Linked DNA regions of Salmo salar: region 1 is linked to region 2. A link is a contact called in public Hi-C data. All regions are on one chromosome and are shown on one strand. Each heading gives the region's core, a stretch centred on a gene start, on an enhancer-like site or on the middle of the called end of the contact. The rest is flanking DNA. Distances are from core to core; before and after follow the strand shown. Region 1 holds the start of LOC106592263 (chromodomain-helicase-DNA-binding protein 9). Region 2 overlaps LOC106592263 (chromodomain-helicase-DNA-binding protein 9).

Evidence for each region. A called contact is a pair of places that touch in the nucleus more often than the background predicts.
Region 1: a contact with region 2 is called in a Hi-C map of gill, with 5 times the contacts expected there. The contact joins the promoter of LOC106592263 here to the enhancer-like site in region 2. A contact is called at or near these places in 3 of 3 Hi-C or Micro-C datasets (blood, gill and muscle).

Annotation. Positions count from the first base shown.
Region 1 is chrssa11:29,128,680-29,134,781 of Ssal_v3.1, forward strand. It overlaps LOC106592263 (chromodomain-helicase-DNA-binding protein 9), which reads right to left and starts at 4,204. Exons shown (of 40, transcript XM_045689301.1): 1 at 4,190-4,204. aktip (akt interacting protein) reads right to left here. Exons shown (of 10, transcript NM_001139922.3): 9 at 6,051-6,102; 10 at 4,882-5,816. The coding sequence ends at 5,709.
Region 2 is chrssa11:29,094,588-29,100,287 of Ssal_v3.1, forward strand. All of the region lies in intron 2 of LOC106592263 (chromodomain-helicase-DNA-binding protein 9), which reads right to left. Among protein-coding and RNA genes, the nearest start is that of LOC106592263, 35 kb to the right of the region's middle. Within about 2 kb of position 1,419, at least 5 of the 13 cell types and tissues checked have an H3K27ac peak or open chromatin away from gene starts, as enhancers often do. A contact at or near this core is called in gill and muscle, where this site is marked.

The DNA of each region.
Region 1 (6,102 bases), core at 2,954-5,453, 37 kb after region 2:
TTGTCCTTCTGTTGCATCTCTATCAAAAATACAGCATCTGTGCTGTAACGTGACACTTTCTAAGGCTTCCATTGGCTCTCTAAAGCCGCCAGAAGGTGGAACGGGGTGTCTGCTGTCTCTGGGCAAAGTACAGCAGCAGAGTTTGTAAGTGGTCAGCCTGGGGACAGTGAGACTGAGATGCGCGTTCACGAGACTTCTTTCTCTCTCTGAATGAATACAACGTTGCCCGGTTGGAATATTATCGTTATTTTACGAGAAAAGTAGCATAAAAATTGATTTTAAACAGCGTTTGACATGTTTCTAAGTACGGTAATGGAAAATTTTGAAATTCAGGAGAAGTGTATCTATAAAATGGTGTAAAATAGTCCTATGTTTGAGAACTTTGAATTATGACATTTTGTGGTTTTAAATTTGGCGGTCTGATTTGTCACTGGCTGTTGAATAGTGTGGGACGATTTCGTCCCACCTCCCCTAGAGAGGTTAAGTAGCCCTGTTTTCACCTTTCCCTTTGTGGGAAGTTGTATTCGTGCACTGCTATGTTTAGCCTGCAGAACTGTTAGCTGTCGTTCGTGGTTTCGTTTTGTTGTTTTTGTGTGGAATTCGTAATAAAATAAATATGAGCATTCACGTACCCGCTGCATTTTGGTCCACTTCCTACGACGGTCGTTACAATACTACATTTGTTTTATTTGATGGCTTTATTATTTTATTCCAAGTCATCATCTCATCTCTATAGAGTTGCTACCTATGCTGTCTGACAAAATCACAATTTTGTAGTTCTTCAAAGTAAACAAGACATACTTTTATGACTGCTGAATACCAACTATCAATCACTTTGATCATGTATTTTCAGGTAGCGATACTGCACGAAGCAACAGCTGCTCTCTATATCACCTCACAATCACGCATTCTTCTGTCTCTTCTGTAGCAGGCATGAAAGAAACAGACGGGACGAGTAGATGTGCAATGGATTATGGTCATTTTAGTTAATTACCACATTTTATGTGCTAAACTATGTAGAATATTGACCTGTTGTCCCTACTACATCACACACTCCAGGCTGGATCTGATTTATCTCTAGAGAAAGTGTGCAATGTGCGCATTAATCTCAATGAAGAAGAAACAAATAGGAAATGCAATTCAAATAATTGAGCCAACGTCTGTCAATCAGTTTATATAAAATAAAATAAATACCACTACCCTTGGGTGTAGCCTTAGCGTGGTTCCCAATAACCGTAAGGTCCAGTTTTCAGGGGAAATGGAAGAGAGAGCCTGTGACACTTCCATTAACAAGGTGACACTCCATCTTAACTCCTCCTTCACATTTACTAGATTGGTTGAACAGTGCATAAGAGAACATCCCCAGACATATATTTTATTTTTATTCTCATCAAGACCAGAATCTTGAGGATCTAGTTTCAGGCAGGTTTTTGGGGGTATTGCATGTAGTAGGTAGGCTATGACTTTTCTTATAAATGCTAGGGTTGTGAAGCATATATGTAGTTCATATGAAGACTTTATGCAGTCTTGAAAGTCTTTATAAATTGATGTTGAACCCAGATCTGCAGTAAAACTAGCTCTAGTTAATATCTGGAGTTTTAGCTACAGTGAAACCCAGTTTAAAATGTAAAACATAATTCACAGCCAAATCGAATGTAGACTATTTGTTTGGCTGGTTTATCTGTAGGCTCTACCCTCAAAGTATTGGGTAATAACCAGCCCACCAATAACGAAAGACCTGAATAAACTTTGATTTGGTTAAAAAAGCAACATTGGACAATGGAGATTCATTTCACTGATCAAGTCCATTCCAGAGCACATTCAACAGGTCCCATCATAGTCAGTGCAATATAAATGCATTCGTGTTTTGCTGCGCTTCCTGCTTACATTTAGCCTCCCACTGGTCACACATTGGTTGAGTCAACGTTGTTTACACGTCATTTCAATGAAATTACATTGAACCAACGTGGAACAGACGTTGAATTGAAATATGTGCCCAGTGGGCTAGCTACCTCTGCATGCCGCTTGCTTCTTTCTTTGTTTATCATGAGTCTATGCCTCTTTGCTTCAAGTAGCATGATATCGCCAACCCACTATACACAACAAATAAATAGGCGTCGTCAATTTCAGAGTCCTGGTGACATATCTAAGCACCCTCAACAAAAAAATACAGATAACAAGTGCAGCCACAATAACGACAACGATATACAGACAGAAACAATGTAGCATCAAACTGTCCAAACTCACAAAGCCGTCGTCTGTCGACGATCCAACTCCATCATGGATTCAGGAATCAAAATATAATTTGCACAAACTACATCTACGTGCAACGGACATCCATGATAATCATCAATCGGCTTTAATCAACTGGCTGCTGATTACACTCGTTTGTAAAGACGCCAAATAGGAATAATCCCAAGAATAACACTATTATTACGAAGTAAGAAAGGTTAATAAGTATCCTATTACATTATTGAATTTTACTTTAGAATAGCTTCTAGAATTCCCAAATTAACCAAACCCGGTTTATGTGGCACAGCGAGAATCTGTAACAATGAACCCATGATAGAAAGAAGCCAGTCTGTAATGGCCACTAACCTCAGCATCCTCTGAGTGCAGCTATGGCTCGTGGCTATCTGAGCATCGAATCTTCACAATAGCCTTGCTGCACCTCCTAGTAAAAGGCTGCTTGGCACTCGATGTGTTTCCCTGTCACAACAGGTAACTAGCTACCTAGTTATAGAAATTAGCTGAATCTTAACTTTCTGAATCTGAAAGTCAGGTGCCAAGCTTTAGGGATTTTCTCCCACCATCTGTTCTTCTCGAGACTCGAATCGTACACGTGTCCCCACTTGTCTTTCCTTCCAAGCCCCTCTCCTCTCGACTCCAGTGATGTCGTGACGCCTCTGCTGAGTAGGAGAGGAGGGAAGAGTTGGATGGAGGTCGACAGTCATTCATTAAGAACAATGCAATAGATTGATCACAGCCAATTAAACCAGTTGTTGATGGACCCGACCGAGTTTCGTTTTCGTTGAGACTCCCGACTGATATCACGTTATCCTCTGCATTCACATTCATGGTAACGATGCTGAGCTGGCTCGAGGCTCGTACCATCACAGCGGGTCGCTGTCAGTTCAGGACCACCATAACGAAGCGCCGTCAATAACTTTAGTAACACGAGCGCAATATTTCGAACTCTGAGAACCATTATGGAAATGTAATAACTCACAATGTTCCGCGAGCCATTTGACTGATATTGTAGCTAGTTGGGTGCTTTTCAGACCGGGATTCCCACTGCTAACGTAACGTTAGTGACCACAGCTGAGCGTCACTGTCTCTCAGTCATTAGAATGACAGTTTGCTCCCAGAGTTCAAAGCTCTGTGTGGAGCCAATACTTTCTATTTATGACGAGAAAATTATTTTATTACTTACCGAAGTGACGAAAAATCCGTTGACTGAAAATTACAAGAGCGAAGTTAACTAGTTGACCACAGCGGTTCTACTGCTGCTGACGTGACGAATCGATGAAGACATTAATTTGCATATCAGTTACTTGCTCTCTGATTGGACAATTGAGGAGTCGTTACATTTTTATAATCTCAGATTACATTTGCAGTCGGTTCCACATGGACAAATTCCTTTTTCAATTTTGTGCCATAATAACTACTCATATGTGAAATAAAATGACAAATATTAGACAAAATTGGTTATAAAGGCATGACACACAAGATGGCCGCGGTATATCTGAAGCCAATCCGCGGAGGTTTTACTTTAATAACACAAACCTGTAGTCTCCCAGATAATAATGTAGACTCTGACAGGCGAGATAGTTGGAAAATAACATGGCAACCTGTCATTAGTGTGTGGTGACCCCCAGTGGCTCTTGACAGTACTGCTAAACCAAGTCACTACGGTCTTGACAGGGAACCATAAATCTATGCCTGACAGCGTGAGATCAGAAATAGTGGAAAGGTTTTCTAAAATCTATGAGATCCAACCAGATTATTCTGAAAGTTAAATCAAAGTAAATGCCTTCATTTCTGAAAGTATTACTGGAGAAAGTTAAACTTTTTAGGCCTCGCGTGCCTCTGAGTCCCCGAAATTGCGTCACACACTCCAACCACATTTTCAGATCAAGCATACATTGTCTGTCTTCGCTAACGTGTTAATTCATTTTTCAATACTTACATCGTATGTTCACCCCTGGTTATCAACCTATCCAGCTGATTTATCAGGAGTAAATGTATGCTTGATCTGAAAATATGGTTTATAGGGGCCATATGGATGGTGTCACCCATTTGGTGTCACTCCAGAGTCTGGAGTCACAAAGGCCAAATTGAGCTCTAACACGTTGCCGTGCGACATGACCCACACCCTTATGTGATGAATAAAGGCTACTTAGACCTCCACAGCTAGTCAATGGCAAACAGTGCTTACCTCAAACCTAAATCACTACATACATGTACATCACAGCTGTCTAAGGCACTGCATCTCAGGGCTTGAGGTGTCACTGGTTCGATTTCAGGCTGTATCATTTACCGGCCATGATTGGGAGTCCCATAGGTCAGCGTCATCCGGGTTATGCCGTCATTGTAAATAAGAATTTGTTCTCAACTGGCTTAACTAGATATATAAAGGCTCAATTTATTAAAAAAAATGAGTCATTGGTATGCTTTGTCATGTTTATTTCCTTTCAAAGAAAAGCTTTCCAAACTCACTACCTATACAGCGCAAACTGTTGACTGAAGTTTTGGTTCCATATAGGAAAGGTAAAATGAGTAGTCCACGTATGCATTGTTTTACCAAATTCAACAGTCCAGACGACAGCATGTGTTTACTTCATTTCACAGCAATATAAATAGTGCCAAGTAGCCAACAGCTTTGAGCAAAACAATGTCTGTTGAGGGCTGCCATTCCCACAGCACACATTTCTTTATTTACACAAACCTTTAATCAGCTCAATAAGGGTAAATAGAACATTCAAAATGAATTAAAAGCAATGTAAAGATGCATAAGTGATTTATCTTATCATATTCATTAAAACCATACCTGCAAGTAAAATATATTACCCATCTTGCCTATAGTTTACACAGTAAAGAAATAAAGATACTAAACCGTAATCCAAAAGAACAAATTTCCCCCCCACCCCAAAAATGTAGTGTTGCTCTAATTTGATTTCAGTCAAATATGTTTGGGGGGAAAAAAGAACACCCAAGGTTAGAGTCCATCTCCAGTCATTGAAAAACATTCCAAGTCCCAATCATTAACTGTCCTGACCCCACCTTAACAAGCGGTAATGAATCCATAGTCCACTCATACAGTATACCTATAATTAATGCAGATTTTTATTCTCACCTTTCAACCAGCTTTGAGTGGTTATCTTCATAGACCAAACCCAAGCGTGTGCAAAGAGCAGAGAAGAAATTAAAGGGAAAAAGCTCTGATTGCATTGTAGCCTGTTACTAAGTCAACCAGTTGTCATTGTTGATTTACTTACATACACACATTTTTATTCTATAGCTGTTTGAGCACAAGATGCCTATAATGCTTTTAAAGCTGAGCGCAAGTGTTGTAATGTAAAATTAAGTCCATTCAACTTGTTCAGTTCCTATTCACACGACTGAACGGCTGCTGAAGCTAGTCTGTGGCGTGGCATTCTGCTCTGCATCTTTCTCTAGTGGCTGCTGACTAGGACTGCAGGTTCAGCTCAGTTCTGGGGAGGGTTGTCGTCTTTGCTGAAAGGTTGTGTGGATCCGGGCTTCACCCAAGACAGTCCTGACACCTGCAGTCCCTTGTGGTGATCCTCAGGCCTTCTCTAGAATAACAGACACGCATTACCACACTGGTCAGCTAGCACCATGGAAACAAATGGCCGCTCACACAGCTTGACCAATCACAGCCGTGCTGGCTCTCATTCAAGTAAAACAAGCCTCTTTTGGGAGTAAGCTCAGAGGGAACCCGAGTCCATGGCCCATAGCAGACAGACTCAGAGCTTTGTGTCCTTTTACATAAGTCTGAAAAGCACACTGCTGGGGTTTAGAAAACTCACTTTATGTGTGAACATCCGTTCCTTCGCGTCGTCGTGGATCGCTGGGTTCCAT
Region 2 (5,700 bases), core at 169-2,668:
TCTAGGAGAGAAGGAACGAAGGGAACTAAATGACACAACATGCCAATTACCGTCCCTGCAGTGGAGCGAGAACATGTCACATGCCAGAGGGGAGCATTCCATACAACAGGAATAAACTATAGCATAGTGGCAGTGGGCCTCACTCTCACAGAAACAGAGCCTCACTCTCACAGAAACAGAGCCTCACTGTCACAGAAACAGAGCCTCACTGTCGCAGAAACAGAGCCTCACTGTCACAGAAACAGAGCCTCACTGTCACAGAGACAGAGCCTCACTCTCACAGAAACAGAGCCTCACTCTCACAGAAACAGAGCCTCACTGTCACAGAAACAGAGCCTCACTGTCGCAGAAACAGAGCCTCACTGTCACAGAAACAGAGCCTCACTGTCACAGAAACAGAGCCTCACTGTCACAGAAACAGAGCCTCACTCTCACAGAGACAGAGCCTCACTCTCACAGAGACAGAGCCTCGCTTTCACAGACAGAGCCTCACTCTCACAGAGACAGAGCCACACTTTCACAGAGCCCCTGAAAAAGATCAATGCACAGCTATTAAAACACTGTCAAGAAGAACAGGTAAAGATACTGTATGTATAGTGTAATTCAGGGAGATATTTTAACAGGTATGCAGCCATGTTATGTACTGCATGTTGAGCATGAACATTTCAACACCTGATATGGAGTACAGTGCGCTGATGTATAGTACACTGAGGGGTTCACTGGGACGGACAGACAGCATCCTTTTAGTCTGGGACCGACATCATAATGTAAAAGACTACATAACAGGCTGTTCAATGAGAGAGAGGTAGGTAGGAGCAACAGATAGAGGTAGATAGAGAGAGAGAGAGAGAGAGAGAGAGGTAGGTAGGAGCAACAGATAGAGGTATATATATATATAGAGAGAGGTAGGTAGGTAGGTATAGGTAGGTAGGTAGGTAGGTAGGTGGGTGGGTGGGTGGGTAGGTGGGTGGTAGGTAGGTAGGTGGGTGGGTAGGTGGGTGGTAGGTGGGTGGGTGGGTAGGTGGGTGGGTAGGCAGGTGGGTAGGTAGGTAGGTAGGTGGTGGTGGGTGGGTGGCAGGTGGGTGGGTGGGTAGGTAGGTAGGTGGGTAGGTAGGTAGGTAGGTAGGTAGGTAGGTAGGTAGGTAGGTAGGAGCAACAGATAGAGGTAGATAGAGAAAGCTAGGAAGAGATTCAATAACACCCATGTATACGTAGATTCATACACAGGAAGGCTTTTATCTGCCAGCGACTGGCTCTGCACAGGGTGTATTGTCTCTCTAGGCTGAGAATGTGTTGGTGAAAACAAGGGAGAAACAGGAACAGTGAACGCAGGCAGGCAGCCAAACACACATGCTTAACTGGTCACATGGCTTGGTGGAGCCTTGGCAACCCAATGGTTAACATGCAAATAGGCCTCCCGGCAGAGAAATTAGTGGGGTGGGGGGGCTTCCCTCTAAAGTGAGACAGAGAGGGGGGGAGTAAAAAAGAAAGAGAGAGAGAGAGAGAAAAGTGTAAAAGAGACAGAAAGAGATAAAGAGGGAGCCAGAGGCACAGGTGTGAGTCTCTAAACAGTCCATAATATCCTCATCACAGACTCAGAGCCTGTATTAGTGTGCCTGCCACTCTTACTTCTGCCTCCCTCTGCGGGCCTTTGAGTAGGACTCCACTAAAACACCGTTAGGGAAATTGACATTTATCATCCTAGGACAGGATGGAACTCGCACTATAACTGTGCACACACTATAGCCAATCATAGAGCCCACAAGACCCACCATATCAACAGTTAGCCTCTATTTTCACCCACTAGGTAGTGCTGTAATGCCGGGTGTATAGGCTAGTAGGGGAGTATCTGTTGTAACAGAGAGAGCTGAGCAAGTGAACATAGTGTTCCTTCAGAGCAAATATAGGAGACAGTGTGTGGTACTGGTCCCTAGAACTTTAATCAATGACAGCTTACTTTTCTTTCGATGACTAATAAAGTGCATAGTACAGATAGATACAATAGAGATGATCCACTGCTTCTCTCTCACTTCAGCCTTTGCCTAAACGTTTTCCTTTTAAAAATATCTTAAGTCTACCTAGAAGTCAACCTTTGACGTCGACTCTTCCTTAAAAACACTCCTCACAGCAAAGTGTGTCGCGTCTTCATGCATTACGTCCCTAAGAATAGTTCTTGGCCTTGTGTTGTGAGAGGGATAATACCAGCAGTATACAACACTACTCACCTTCCCAGTTCCCAACCAGTTCCCAACCAGAGACCAAACCTACTGCCTGGTTAATGGAATATAGATTAGTCTGTCAGGAGGTGGGGAAGAGATTAGGCCTGTTAATTAGGCCTATGGCTGTGGGCCAATTTAAAGTCATGCATGGAGAGTGAGGAAAGAGGGAGAGAGAGAGGAGAGAGAGGAGCGAGAGAGGAGAGAGAGAGAGAGACAGATGGAGTGTTTGTGTGTGAGAGAGAGAGAGGGGGAGGTAGAGAGGTGTAGTTGATAAATGAATGGGGGCACACTGCACGGCGATGCTTCCGGAACCAATTAAAAAGAGCATCAGGCCTTAATGATCCTTCACAGGGTAGGAGAGGGAAGGTAAGGTGTGCTGGCGCTAACCTCTTGTCCCGGGGAGAGGCTAATAACAGAAGTGACACTCAGTGGGCTAACAGGGCTTACAGGTCCTCCGTCCTCACTCTCTGACCTGGTCCACTTTGACCTGTGATGTCACAGCCTGGCTGGCACACAGCTCTAGCAGGTCACATGGCAGCAGGGCCTTAGGCAAAGCTGCAGTAGTACAATATATGGCATTTAACTGGGCTGTATTCACATAGGGTTGACCCAAACCATACTGTCTGTGTCACGCCTGCTCCCGCTCTTCCTCCCCCTGGCCCTCGAGGGCGCCAGGATCCCCAGCATTACGCACTCAAGCCACCATCAGTACGCACACCTGCCTTCCCTGTCACTCGCATCAGCAATCATTGGACTCACGTGGACTCAATTACTTTTGTCATTACCTTCTCTATATCTGTCTGTTCCCAAGCTCTGTTCCCCGCTTTGGGATTAATTGTCTCATGTCCGTGTTACCAGTGTTCCGACGCTGTTCCTGTCTTGTTTCCTTGTCTGTTCCCGAATAAATGTCTGACTCCCCGTACCTGCTTCTCCTGTCCGGCGGCGGTCCTTACAGTCTGGCTCTGATACCACTATTTTCTTATTCTATGTTGGATGTGTAACCAGGCAAATGGGCCAGCCCCGTACAGCTCGGATTAGTTTGGCTCAGTGTGAAAAGGGTACTGGTTGCCTGTATCTGGATGGAGGAGCGGATGTGAAGAAATGTGGGTGGTAGAAGGACAGACATGTTACAGAGTTAAGTCTAATACCATAGCCTAATTAGGCTAATGTTCTGCAGACCATGTGTTGTAGGCCTAGGCCTACAGATTAGGAAGGGGGAAACTACAGGGAATTATCCATTCTGTATAGAAACAGTATCAATAAAGTTGTATTGAATTAAAACATCTACTGTTCGTATTCCATTTGTGAAGGATAATCAACGAGGGGCTATGCGTTCTATGGAAAATAATGGATGATGTGGAAGGTGTGCTCCACGATGCGCTAGCGAAGTGGAACTGACCTTCAACAGAGTTGTATTATTTTCCTGAGAACGCATAGCCCCTCTTTGATTATCTCTTTTATACCACGGCAATAATTTAACACATTTTCCGCTAGAAATGTTTTCATTTTCCAGTAGAAATGTGTTCATTTTCCAGTAGAAATGTGTTCAACATCTACTGAAGTAGCTAGCAACTTTACTAGATAGCTACAGTAGTTGCTGTGGTAACCAAACAAACAAACTTGTTAGTTTAGCTAACCAAACCTTCAGTCCTAGCTTGCCATTATGAAAATATGATTCAACAATGCCAATAAAGTTTTCAATCCTGTTTTGCTTTAAAAAGCAGCTCAAACATAGAACATGTAAGAGTGAACTTTAGCCATTGAGTTCTACCGTGCTATAATAGGGAATTATACAACGGGTGGGTCTAATCCTGAATGCTGATTGGTTAAAACCGCATTCCATTCTGTGTTTATTCCACAAGTTACCACCGGTTAAATCTATTACTTTAAAATGCCTAATTACTCTGTTCCATCTGACAGTGCAATCCATTGTCTCATCAACCCAGCCAAGCAATTTATAAACTTGATCTCCACTATAAAAAGCATCTAGACATTCTCACATTTCTTTTAGGCTAACATTTAGTGTTCAACAGTGGAGATTTGTATAAACCTTGCTGTCTGTCTCTCCGACATTTGCAACATTGCTTCAATATTCAAATTCGATCTCCAGCTGTCCCATAGTAATGAAGGTGTCGGGAGTCGGGACGAGACAGACAGTCAGGCAGCGTTTTTCAGCCAGTAGAAATCATTAATCAGCTGGCATCATTTTATGGATATATACAAAGAAATGTAAATTGAAAAAAGGTAAAAATGAAGCTAGTTAGCAGTCTTTCCAGCTTCAATTTGAAGTGATTGTGTTAGCCTTGTTGTTGGCTTGCTCCTCTGAACATCAGTTTCCTGACAAGTGAGCACATTTTCTGTGCCAGGCGAAATCGCACCTCATTAGCTTATTGTTATGGATGTGTTCAAATAAATGTCACTAAAAAGCTTAAACAAATGCAAATGCAGCTACTCGCTGTTATTCTGGCTTGACTTTTTGACGTGACTGTAAGTTAGCCGTAGTTGGCTAACTAGCAAGCAAGGGATAAGAACTTTGCCAGCCATTATGGCAATGGAACATTTAGAACGAACGACTGAGTCGCGTCCATACTGTAGATACAGAACTAAAAGACTGAACGACTGAGTCGCGTTCATACTGTAGATACAGAACAAAAAGACTGAACAACTGAGTCGCGTCCATACTGTAGATACAGAACAAAAAGACTGAACGACTGGGTCACGTCCATATTGTAGATACACAACAAAAAGACTCAACGGCTGAGTCGCGTCCATACTGTAGATACAGAACAAAAAGACTGGGTCGCGTCCACACTGTAGATACAGAACAAAAAGACTAAACGACTGGGTCGCGTCCATACTGTAGATACAGAACAAAAAGACTGAACGACTGAGTCGCGTCCATACTGTAGATACAGAACTAAAAGACTGAACGAGTGAGTCGCATCCACACTGTAGATACAGAAGAAAAAGACTGAACGACTGAGTCGCATCCATACTGTAGATACAGAACAAAAAGACTGAACGACTGAGTCGCGTCCATATTGTAGATACAGAACAAAAAGACTGAACGACTGAGTCGTGTCCATACTGTAGATACAGAACAAAAAGACTGAACGACTGAGTCGTGTCCATACTGTAGATACAGGACAAAAAGACTGAACGACTGAGTCGTGTCCATACTGTAGATACAGAACAAAAAGACTGAACGACTGGGTCACGTCCTTATTGTAGATACACAACAAAAAGACTCAACGGCTGAGTCGCGTCCATACTGTAGATACAGAACAAAAAGACTGGGTCGCATCCACACTGTAAATACAGAACAAAAAGACTAAACGACTGGGTCGCGTCCATACTGTAGATACAGAACTAAAAGACTGAACGACTGAGTCGCATCCATACTGTAGATACAGAACTAAAAGACTGAACGACTGAGTCGCGTCCATACTGTAGATACAGAACTAAAAGACTGAACGAATGA